Regions from separate parts of the Ovis aries genome. Here regions 2 and 3 are each linked to region 1. The links are chromatin contacts, called in public Hi-C maps. All regions are on one chromosome and are shown on one strand. Each heading gives the region's core, a stretch centred on a gene start, on an enhancer-like site or on the middle of the called end of the contact. The rest is flanking DNA. Distances are from core to core; before and after follow the strand shown. Region 1 holds the start of CARHSP1 (calcium regulated heat stable protein 1). Region 2 overlaps TMEM114 (transmembrane protein 114). Region 3 holds the start of ABAT (4-aminobutyrate aminotransferase).

Region 1 (2,837 bases), core at 232-2,731:
GGAGAGGCTCAAGTCATGGGGGGAAGAAATAGGTACAAGTGGGCGGACATGAGGCACACTTTGGAGGGAGGAGTCTCCACTCATACCTGCCTTAAACTCGCTCCTGGCTGCCATCAATCCCTAATTGAGACACTTGAATTTAGTGCATTCTGACCCCCCTGCTCCCTTTTCTCTCTCTCTCAGCCCCACCACACTCCTTCCCACCTCAGGGCGTTTGCACATGTTCTCATGGCTCTCAGGAATGTCCTTTTGTCTGTTTAATTCCTGACTTTCTGGAAGATGGGAGTCGTAATCACTGGACAACCTGGGAAGTCCTGGGGAACTTTTAAGCTAAGGGTACATGCCTATTCAAGAAGGGGCTTGAGCAGAGGCGAGTACTGTATCAAATTCGGGCAAAGGTCAACAGAGGCCACGTTTTAGTTGATAGACATCAGGAAGGTCGACATCTTCATACCTTTGAGGTGGTCCCTGTTTCATTGCTGAACTCTTGTTTCTTAACTGTTTTTTCCCCTCGTTCCTGCGTTCCCTCACTTCCCTTAAAATCATTTAATTACCGAGCCCGGTTAAAACACTGTGGCTAGGCTTCAGATTACAAAACAGCTTAGGCCAAAACTGGCTTCTCTTATGTCAAGGAAGCCATACCTGTGTTCTTCTCCAGAGAGCCCCTAACCTGACCGTACAAGAGAGGCAGGGAGAGTTGGTGGGTTCCAGGAAGGACCCCTGTGCCACCCCAATTCCTGGGCCCTGTTGTCCCAGACGAGAGTATCCCTCCCCACATGCTGCCCCTCAACTACCAGCCGGAGCCTCCATCCAGGGCTGACTTTCCTTTCAGGGCCTGCTCTGACTTGCTGGGTGTGAGGAGGTGGGTCACCTGTCTGTGCCTCGGTTTTCTCTCCTGTAAGATGGGAGTAAGTTCATTTACCTGCAGACACAGAGGACTCAAGGAGCTGAGACTAAAACCAAAACAAAAGGGACGAAAGCAGTTCTCCCAGTTTCGTTGTTGTTCTTTCTTTGCGCTTTTTTGGTTTGCTTTTTCTCCCTTCGGCCACTCTCTTCATCCCTTTCCGTCATTCCTTTATCTTTTTCTATCGGCTAAAACGGAGGAGGTGCCCGGGGCCCATCCGGATTCTGGAGCAAAGATCAAGTCGGGGATCAAATCCGACGCCGTCGGCTCGGGGAGGGACTCGCTCGGGCGCGACGACCAGATGCTTTCCTTTTTTCACGGGAGCCTTCCGGCCGGGGGTGTGCAGCACAGACGAGAGCCCGGGCCACCCCCCACCCACTCGCCCCAGGCCACGCGCCCAGCACTCCCGCCAGTCCCGCGCGCGGACACAAAGGTCCCGTAGGGACTGGTCCCGCCCGCCCCGCCCCTCCTCGAGGCCGCGGCCCCATTGGCCGAGAGCTCCCGGGGGCGGGGGTCAGGGGCGGGGCTCGGCGAGCCCGCCCCGCCAACCACGCCCCCTCCCCAGCTCTTTTCCCCGCAGTTGAAGCTGAGCGCCTGGTGGAGCGGAGCAGTCAGGTAGGGAGCTTCTCTGGGGACCCCAGAAAGGGCGTGGTGGGGGTGCCCTCGCCTTGAGGGAGGCCCAAGATCCTCCGGCATGGGACCTCGGCCTCTTCTGCCCCCGCTGCCCCCCATTCACCCCCACTCTGGAGGGTCTTCCAGCTCGCTGGCTGGGTCTCTGGGCCCCTCGGAAATGCTCGGGCGGCAGTGGCCTGTTTAGGCAGCGCGGGTTACTCATCCCCGCCTGGAGGATGGTGGGTGTGGCAGCAGCCCGAGGGATTTGGGGCGGACGTCTGGTTGCATTTCCCGCCTGGCCACCTGTTTTCTTGGTGCAGGAAAAAACCCCTCTTCTTCTCCTCCCGCGCCCCCACCCCCAACCCTCCCCTTGCTTTCGCTGGATAGAGCTGGATGGGGTGACTCGCGAGGCGCTGGGGCGAGGCGCGCGGGGCGGGGGCGCCGCTCGGGGAGGTGGAGCCAGCCCCCCAGCCAGGCCTGGACGCGGCAGCTGCGGGCTCGGCGGTGGGACCGCTGCCAGGCCTGGCTAGGAGGTTGGGGAGGGAGCGGGGACATCCTGGCGCCGTGCGATTGGCCGCCTCTAGGGAGGAGGAGCTGCCGGCCGCTCACCCGGGGTGTTTGCGCCTGGATGGGGGGGCCCCCCGAGGCCGTGCAGAGAAACTTCACCCGCGCCCACGGGCTCCCTCCCTGCGGGCCTCATTGGCAGCCCAAGTTTTCAGGCCGGAAATGCAACGGTTTTTTGTTTTGATTTCTAAAAAGGAAGCCCCCAATAGCTTATCTAGGGTTGGAGTGGATGTTTCTATTGGGAGTGGGGTGGGGGGCTGGATTTCAGCCCCCTCCAGGCACGATCTCCGTTCCCACAGGCCGGAGGGTCTCACTGCAACATAGAAAACTTCTCTGAGCCTACGTTTCCTCATCTGTAGGCTGGGGATGTAAGTTTCCCTGCCATAAAGGGGTGTGTGAGAATAAAAGGAGATAGCTGACCTAGGACTGGGGTGGGGGAGCTTTAGCTACTGTTACATTTTTTACTTGCTTGAAAAAAAAAATGTATATATATATATATTTCTTGGTCTCTTCGTTCCCAGTCTTGCCTCTCCAATATTTTTCTCTACCCTGCACGCAGGGGATCTTGTAAAAACAGGTTCAAATCAACCCCGGGCTTAAAATCGCCCATTGATGTCCTCGTTGTCTTTTCAGTCCCATACTCTTCACCAGAGTTTTCTGTTATCTCTCTCCCCCAGCCAGACCGTCCCAGCCCCTTTCTGGCACCCGCCCTCCCTCCTTGTCCCTGAACCTGTGCCCCTGCAGACCCCTCTGCTAG
Region 2 (2,837 bases), core at 231-2,730, 220 kb after region 1:
CTGCAGGGACGAATCAACTCCGGGAAACCTCATTAATTTCTAAATGAGAAATGATTTCATTTCTCAGCTAGTGTGTGGAGGCAGTGGCATGCAGCAGACAGATCTTAACAGAACCCGGTTTTCACACCAGCTGTTGTGCTTCCTTGTCCAAGATCTTTCCTTGAGAAAGGAAGGAAGGAAAAGAGGGAGGGAGCAAAGGAGGAAAGACCCCAAGTCCCCGTCCCCTGGAATCACGTTTTGTCCTGTGACAGCCCCAGGAAGGAGATGGGCCTTGTCTCCTTGACTCGCCAAGGCTGCTGGCATTTAGGGGCTTGCAGGCCAAGGGGTGTGATACAGGGGAAGGCAGACCGGATGATCACCTTCATCATCTGTACGGTTGGTGGGGTCATGGTTGATTTAATCCGGGCTCTATGGGCCTCTCCATTTCCTCCATGCACATTGTCCTTGTGGTAACACAGCGAGCCGCATCTCATGACCTCCAGGTCAGGGACGTGAAAACGGAGCTTCTGAGGAATGAAGTGACTCACAAGAGACACGCAGTCTGGGGACAGAGCAGGGGGAGGGGATGGACGGGCGGCTCTTTCTCTGGCTTCCCCCTCTTCTCTCCTGCTCAATCCTCGCCCCCCCCCCAACCTGTCACTGTTCAGCCTCCCGTGGCTGGGAAGGGAGAGGGGGGCATGGCTGGGCAGACCCTTCCGGATATGAACTCAGGCATCTTCTCTGGCGGTGTTCCCTGCTGGTCCATCTCTCACATCCATACATGGCTACTGGGAAAACCATAGCCTTGACTAGACGGGCCTTTGTCGGCAAAGTAATGTCTCTGCTTTTTAATACGCTGTCTAGGTTGGTCATCGCTTTTCTTCCAAGAAGCAAGCATCTTTTAAGGTCACGTCTGCAGTCACCATCTGCAGTGATTTTGGAGCCCAAGGAAATGAAGTCTGGACGTGAACTTGGGAGCCTTCTTTCAACCCCCTACACCCCTCTGCTGGCTACTCTCAATAGAGCGACCAGAGCAACCTGTAGAAACCGAAGTGAAAGTCTGTGTCTCTCATGCCTCAAGACAGGCTGGTGGCCTCCGTCTCAATCAGTGCTGTGCTTAGTCGCTCAGTCCTGTCTGGCTCTTGGTGACCCCATGGACTGTAGCCTGGGAGGCTCCTCTGTCCGTGGGAATTTTCCAGGGAAGAATACTGGAGTGGGTTGCCATGCCCTCCTCCAGGGGATCTTCCCAACCCAGGGATGGAACCCAGGTCTCCTGCATTGCAGGTGGAATCTTTACCGTCTGAGCCACCAGGGAAGCCCTCTCATTCGGAGAGAAATGAAAAATCTTCCCGATGGCTCCGGAGCCCCGAGCCCCACGCGAGCTTCTCTGAACGATCTCCCCTCCCCACATCCTCACTCTCCCTCCCCTCAGCCACCCTGGCTGGCTCTCCCGGAGGAAGCCCCGCCGGGCACACCCCCTCCCATCTCTGACTCCTCCCTGCTCTCTGCTCTGATGTCACTTCCGCAGTAGAGCCGCTGCCCTGCCGGCTTCTCAGCGTTGTTCACGCCCTTCCCCGTGCGTTTGTCACCGTTTCTCAGCTTCATCACTTGTTCACTGCTGACCCCACACGGCAGGAGCCTTGGTGAATTTGCTTATGCGTCTGCCAATCTAGGGACAGAGCCTGGCACCCAGCACGTACTAGGTACTTACGCAGCACAAAGCCTGGCATAACTGAGCTTCAATAACCATAGCTTCCCAGGTGGCTCTAGCGGTAAAGAACCCGCCTGTCAGGGCAGGAGACACAAGAGACGCAGGTTCCATCGTTGGGTCAGGAGATGCCGTGGAGGAGGGCACAGGAATCCACTCCAGTATTCTCGCCTGGAGGATCCCATGGACAGAGGAGCCGGCGGGCTACAGTTCACAGGGTCAGACACGATTGAAGTGACTTAGCACAGCATATTAATCATATTCTTATCATGGCTTTTTAAAATAATTTTGTTTACTTATTTAGGCTGTGCTGGGTTTGTTGCTGCTTGGACTTTTCTCTAGTGGAGGTTCCAGGGCTTCTCTTGTTTCGGAGCACAGGCTTCAGTAGTCACAGCTCCTGGGCTCCAGAGCACAGTCTCAGTAGTTGCAGGGCGTGGGTTTAGCTGCTCTGCAGTATGTGGGATCTTCCCAGATCAGGGATCAAACCTGTTTGCCCCCGCCGTTAGCAGGCAGGTTCTTTACCCCTGAGCCACCAGGAAGCCCAGATCATCATCATTACCGGCAGTAGCAGTGGCAATTCCCCGCCTCCCCCCAGCGTTTGGGTGCTGGTCACAGGAAGTGCTCGGTAGGTGTTTGTTGATTGACTGAAGGATGTTAGTAACTGCCTCCTTCTGTCTCCCCTAAGCCATGCATGGGACGTTCGTGATTCTGCTGCCGCTCAGCCTGATCCTCATGGTTTTCGGGGGCATGACGGGCTTTCTGAGCTTCCTCCTGCGAGCCTCCTGCCTCCTCCTGCTCACGGGGACCCTCTTCCTCTTTGGAGGTAGGTGCCTGGCTGGCATGGGGCCCCGGGTGCCAGGAAGGGCCGTGCATGATCCCCCAGAAGGAAGGAGGGTGGGGGAGACCGCATCCCCTCTGGGGCTCGGTTTGCCCCGCTGTGATCTCCTAGCTGGAAGGGATGAACAGGTTTCCTGCCCAGGGTCCCTGGGTCTGTGGTCCCAGGAGAGAAGCCTGAGGGTGAGAGCAGGTTCTGAGAATCGTTTTCACTGTTTCATAAAAGAAGCTGAGTCCCGAGAGCTTCAGGGTTAGGGTCACAGGCTGGCGGGAGACCCTTGCTGTCTCATGCACACCTGCCATCCTGATACAATGC
Region 3 (2,837 bases), core at 89-2,588, 140 kb after region 1:
AGCATCTCTCTTGGCTAAGGGCCTAGGGAATTCCACAGGGCAATGTCCACAGGAGCTAGGAAGGGGGAGCCCCAGGAGGCAAATGGGGGCCCTTCTCTCTGCATGGACACCCTCTTCTCCAGGAGAGGGGTTGGTCCGTCTCAGGGGAGTTTATTTGGAACACAGTCCTTTGTGTATGTGTGTGTGTTTTGGCGGGGGGGGGCGGTGGTCCTCACTGGTCCTGCTGCCTCAGAGGCCATCTCTGCTGGCAGTTTGGCGGCTCCGGTATGATCTCTAGGCTGAGGAGCCCAGTTCTAAGGGTTTCAGTCTTCTAAACTTCTTACTAAACCTCAACCTCTGCTCTTATCTCTGGCAATCGTGGGAGAGGAAAGGAGATGGGATTAGGTGGAGTAGAGAGGTGGGAGGGATGGGACAGGGTAGGGGTGGTGGTTAATGGGATGGGATTTAACGCAAAAGCGTTAAAGGGGTGGGGTGAGGTGTGTGGCTTGGTCCAGACGAGTGACCGGAGCCTTGCCCTGTTTCTGAATGTGAAAACCCCTCCTCTTGCATCTTGAGAAAGAGGAGTAATCTCCCAAATGCCTTAAATGTAAAGGTGTTCAAGGCAATCAATCTTCTCTCTCTGATGGATGAAGAGGGGTTGGCGCGGGGGGAGACAGGGAATTGAGTCCAGTTTCTGAGTTGGGGGGGTGGGGTTACACGGAGGTCTGATTGCATTTGAGGGTTATATGCAGCGTCTCTGGCCAGCGATATCCTTCTTTTAGGGAGGGGCTTATTTTCCCTCCTGGGGGGAAGCACCCCGTTATCTCCGAGCTGAGAAGGGAGGGTGGGGAGAAGAATCCAAACTTAGTTTTTTAGGGACGGGGTAGAGGCATGCGTCTCCCAAGAAATGATGGGCCCTAGAAACCCGGGGAGGCTGGAACCCACTTTGGGGGCGGAGGGAAGCACGTTCCATTCCAAGGGGGAATGTGGGGAGAGCAATCTTATTTCTAGAGCTGGGGGGCCCATGTCCGAAGGGAAAAGGAAACTATTTTGCTCTCTGGACGGTGGACGGCTGTCTCTTTTCGGGACAGAGGGACCCGCGTCTCGGAAAGATGAGGGCTCGGTCTCTTAAGAGAAGATGCCCCGTTTTTGCTCCCTAGGGGGCAGGGCCGAAGGATTCCATCTCAGCTAGCGCGAAAGGGCTCGCCTCAAGCGACCCGGCGCCAGGTCCTTACCTCCAGGCCTCTGCTCCAATGTGCGGACTCCAATCCGCCCGGCTGCGACTTGAGCGATCGGCGTCCTGCGCTCCGGCGGCGGCCGGTCTCTGCCTCGCTTCCCCCAGCGACTCGCCGGGCTTCTGGGCTCCGCCGAGCCGCGCTGGCCAATCAGCGCTGCGGGTCCCGGCCCTCGCGCGCGCCACCGCCAATGAGCGCGCCCGCCACGGGCCACCGCCCCCGGGAGGGCGGGGGAAGGCGGGCCGGGGGCAGAGTCCGGCCTCCCGGGGGCGGAGGAGCCGGGGGCCCGGAGGAGCCGGGGGCCCGGAGGAGGGGCCGCGAGGGCCGGGATGGAGGAGCCGGATTGTGACCGCGGCGGCGAGGAGCCCCAGCCGAGCTGGGGTGTGGGGAGCCAGTCTCTGAAATGGGGGGCGGGGGGGGGGGAGAGGCTCTATAGGCTGGTTTAACCTAGACCTTAATTGCCCCCTGCCCCTTTTCTGGATACTGGGGGCTGCAGACGTGTGTAGCTGCCCCCTCTGCACCATGAGCCTTAGATCTCGGGCTCCGGGAAGCCTAGATTCAGAGTTAGACAAGGTTCCGTAAGAAAGGGAGGGCAAAAGAGCATAGAGTCCCCTTCCACCCACCACCACCACCCCGCCCACGCACACCCTCCCTCCGGGCAAGTGCTCAGGGTCTTCTCGCTCTCAGCTCTCTGAGCTGCCATTCATTTAACACCTCCCAGCTAGTGCATCCTTGGGGCAGTGCAAAAATCACTGGACTAGGAGCCCATGGTTCCTCGGGCACTAACGCCTCCTTCATGAGCACAAGTGAGAGGGTAGATGTGATGAAGCTGCCTTTACAAAACTTAAAGTGCTGTATGAAGACTAGCTAATACTAAAGTGTGAATAACTGCCAGCCCAGTAGCTTTCTACAGGTATTTGGAAAGAGGATGCATTGGTTCAATGGTAAAATCAAAGACACAGGAAACTACCCATCAGAAAACAACAAGAGCTCACGAAGTGCTCCTGATGAATAGCTGTTACAGAATTAAAAATGCCAAGAAAGAATACAGCTTGGGTTTCCCCACTCAGCCTGATCAGGTAACTATTTTCTTTGTTTGCATCTTGCAAAACCCTGAGGTCCTTCCTTCCTGCCTTCCATGAATCCAGGCTGCCCTATATCCGATTAGGCGAGCAGGACTATAGTCCTTGGAATTAAGATAAATATTAAGAAAAAAAAAAAGTTGTGGGGCGGGGGTTTGCTTCCCAGGTGGCTCAGTGGGTAAAGAATTCACCTGTAATGTAGGAGACACAGGAGACTCAGGTTCGATCCTTGGGTTGGGGAGATCCTCTGGAAGAGGGCATGGCAACCCACTCCAGTATTCTTGCCTGGATAATCCCATGGACAAAAGAGCCTGGCGGGCTACAGTCCATGGGGTGACAGAGTCGGACATGACTAAAGCAACTGAGCACGCCAAAGCGAATGAATACATTTAAAAACTGCCGAACAAACCACCTGCCGTCTAGTGTGGTCTGTGACTACAGGGACCAAAAGAAACAATAAATGAGAATAGTACAAAGGAGGGCTTCCCTGGTGGTCCAGTGGTTAAGAAGCTGCCTGCCAATGCAGAGGACATGGGTTTAA

Evidence for each region. Hi-C and Micro-C count contacts between places; a contact is called where the count stands out from the background.
Region 2: a contact with region 1 is called in a Hi-C map of hypothalamus, with 4 times the contacts expected there. The contact joins the enhancer-like site here to the promoter of CARHSP1 in region 1. A contact is called at or near these places in 10 of 16 Hi-C or Micro-C datasets (blood, hypothalamus, liver and 5 more).
Region 3: a contact with region 1 is called in a Hi-C map of hypothalamus, with 6 times the contacts expected there. The contact joins the promoter of ABAT here to the promoter of CARHSP1 in region 1. A contact is called at or near these places in 10 of 16 Hi-C or Micro-C datasets (blood, hypothalamus, liver and 5 more).

What each region holds. Positions count from the first base shown.
Region 1 is chr24:8,239,219-8,242,055 of ARS-UI_Ramb_v3.0, reverse strand. It overlaps CARHSP1 (calcium regulated heat stable protein 1), which reads left to right and starts at 1,481. Exons shown (of 4, transcript XM_004020761.5): 1 at 1,481-1,519.
Region 2 is chr24:8,018,739-8,021,575 of ARS-UI_Ramb_v3.0, reverse strand. TMEM114 (transmembrane protein 114) reads left to right here. Exons shown (of 4, transcript XM_027961742.3): 3 at 2,373-2,510. Among named protein-coding and RNA genes, the nearest start is that of TMEM114, 11 kb to the left of the region's middle. Within about 2 kb of position 1,480, at least 28 of the 54 cell types and tissues checked have an H3K27ac peak or open chromatin away from gene starts, as enhancers often do. A contact at or near this core is called in hypothalamus, liver and tail adipose tissue, where this site is marked.
Region 3 is chr24:8,099,275-8,102,111 of ARS-UI_Ramb_v3.0, reverse strand. It overlaps ABAT (4-aminobutyrate aminotransferase), which reads right to left and starts at 1,338. Exons shown (of 16, transcript XM_004020759.6): 1 at 1,215-1,338.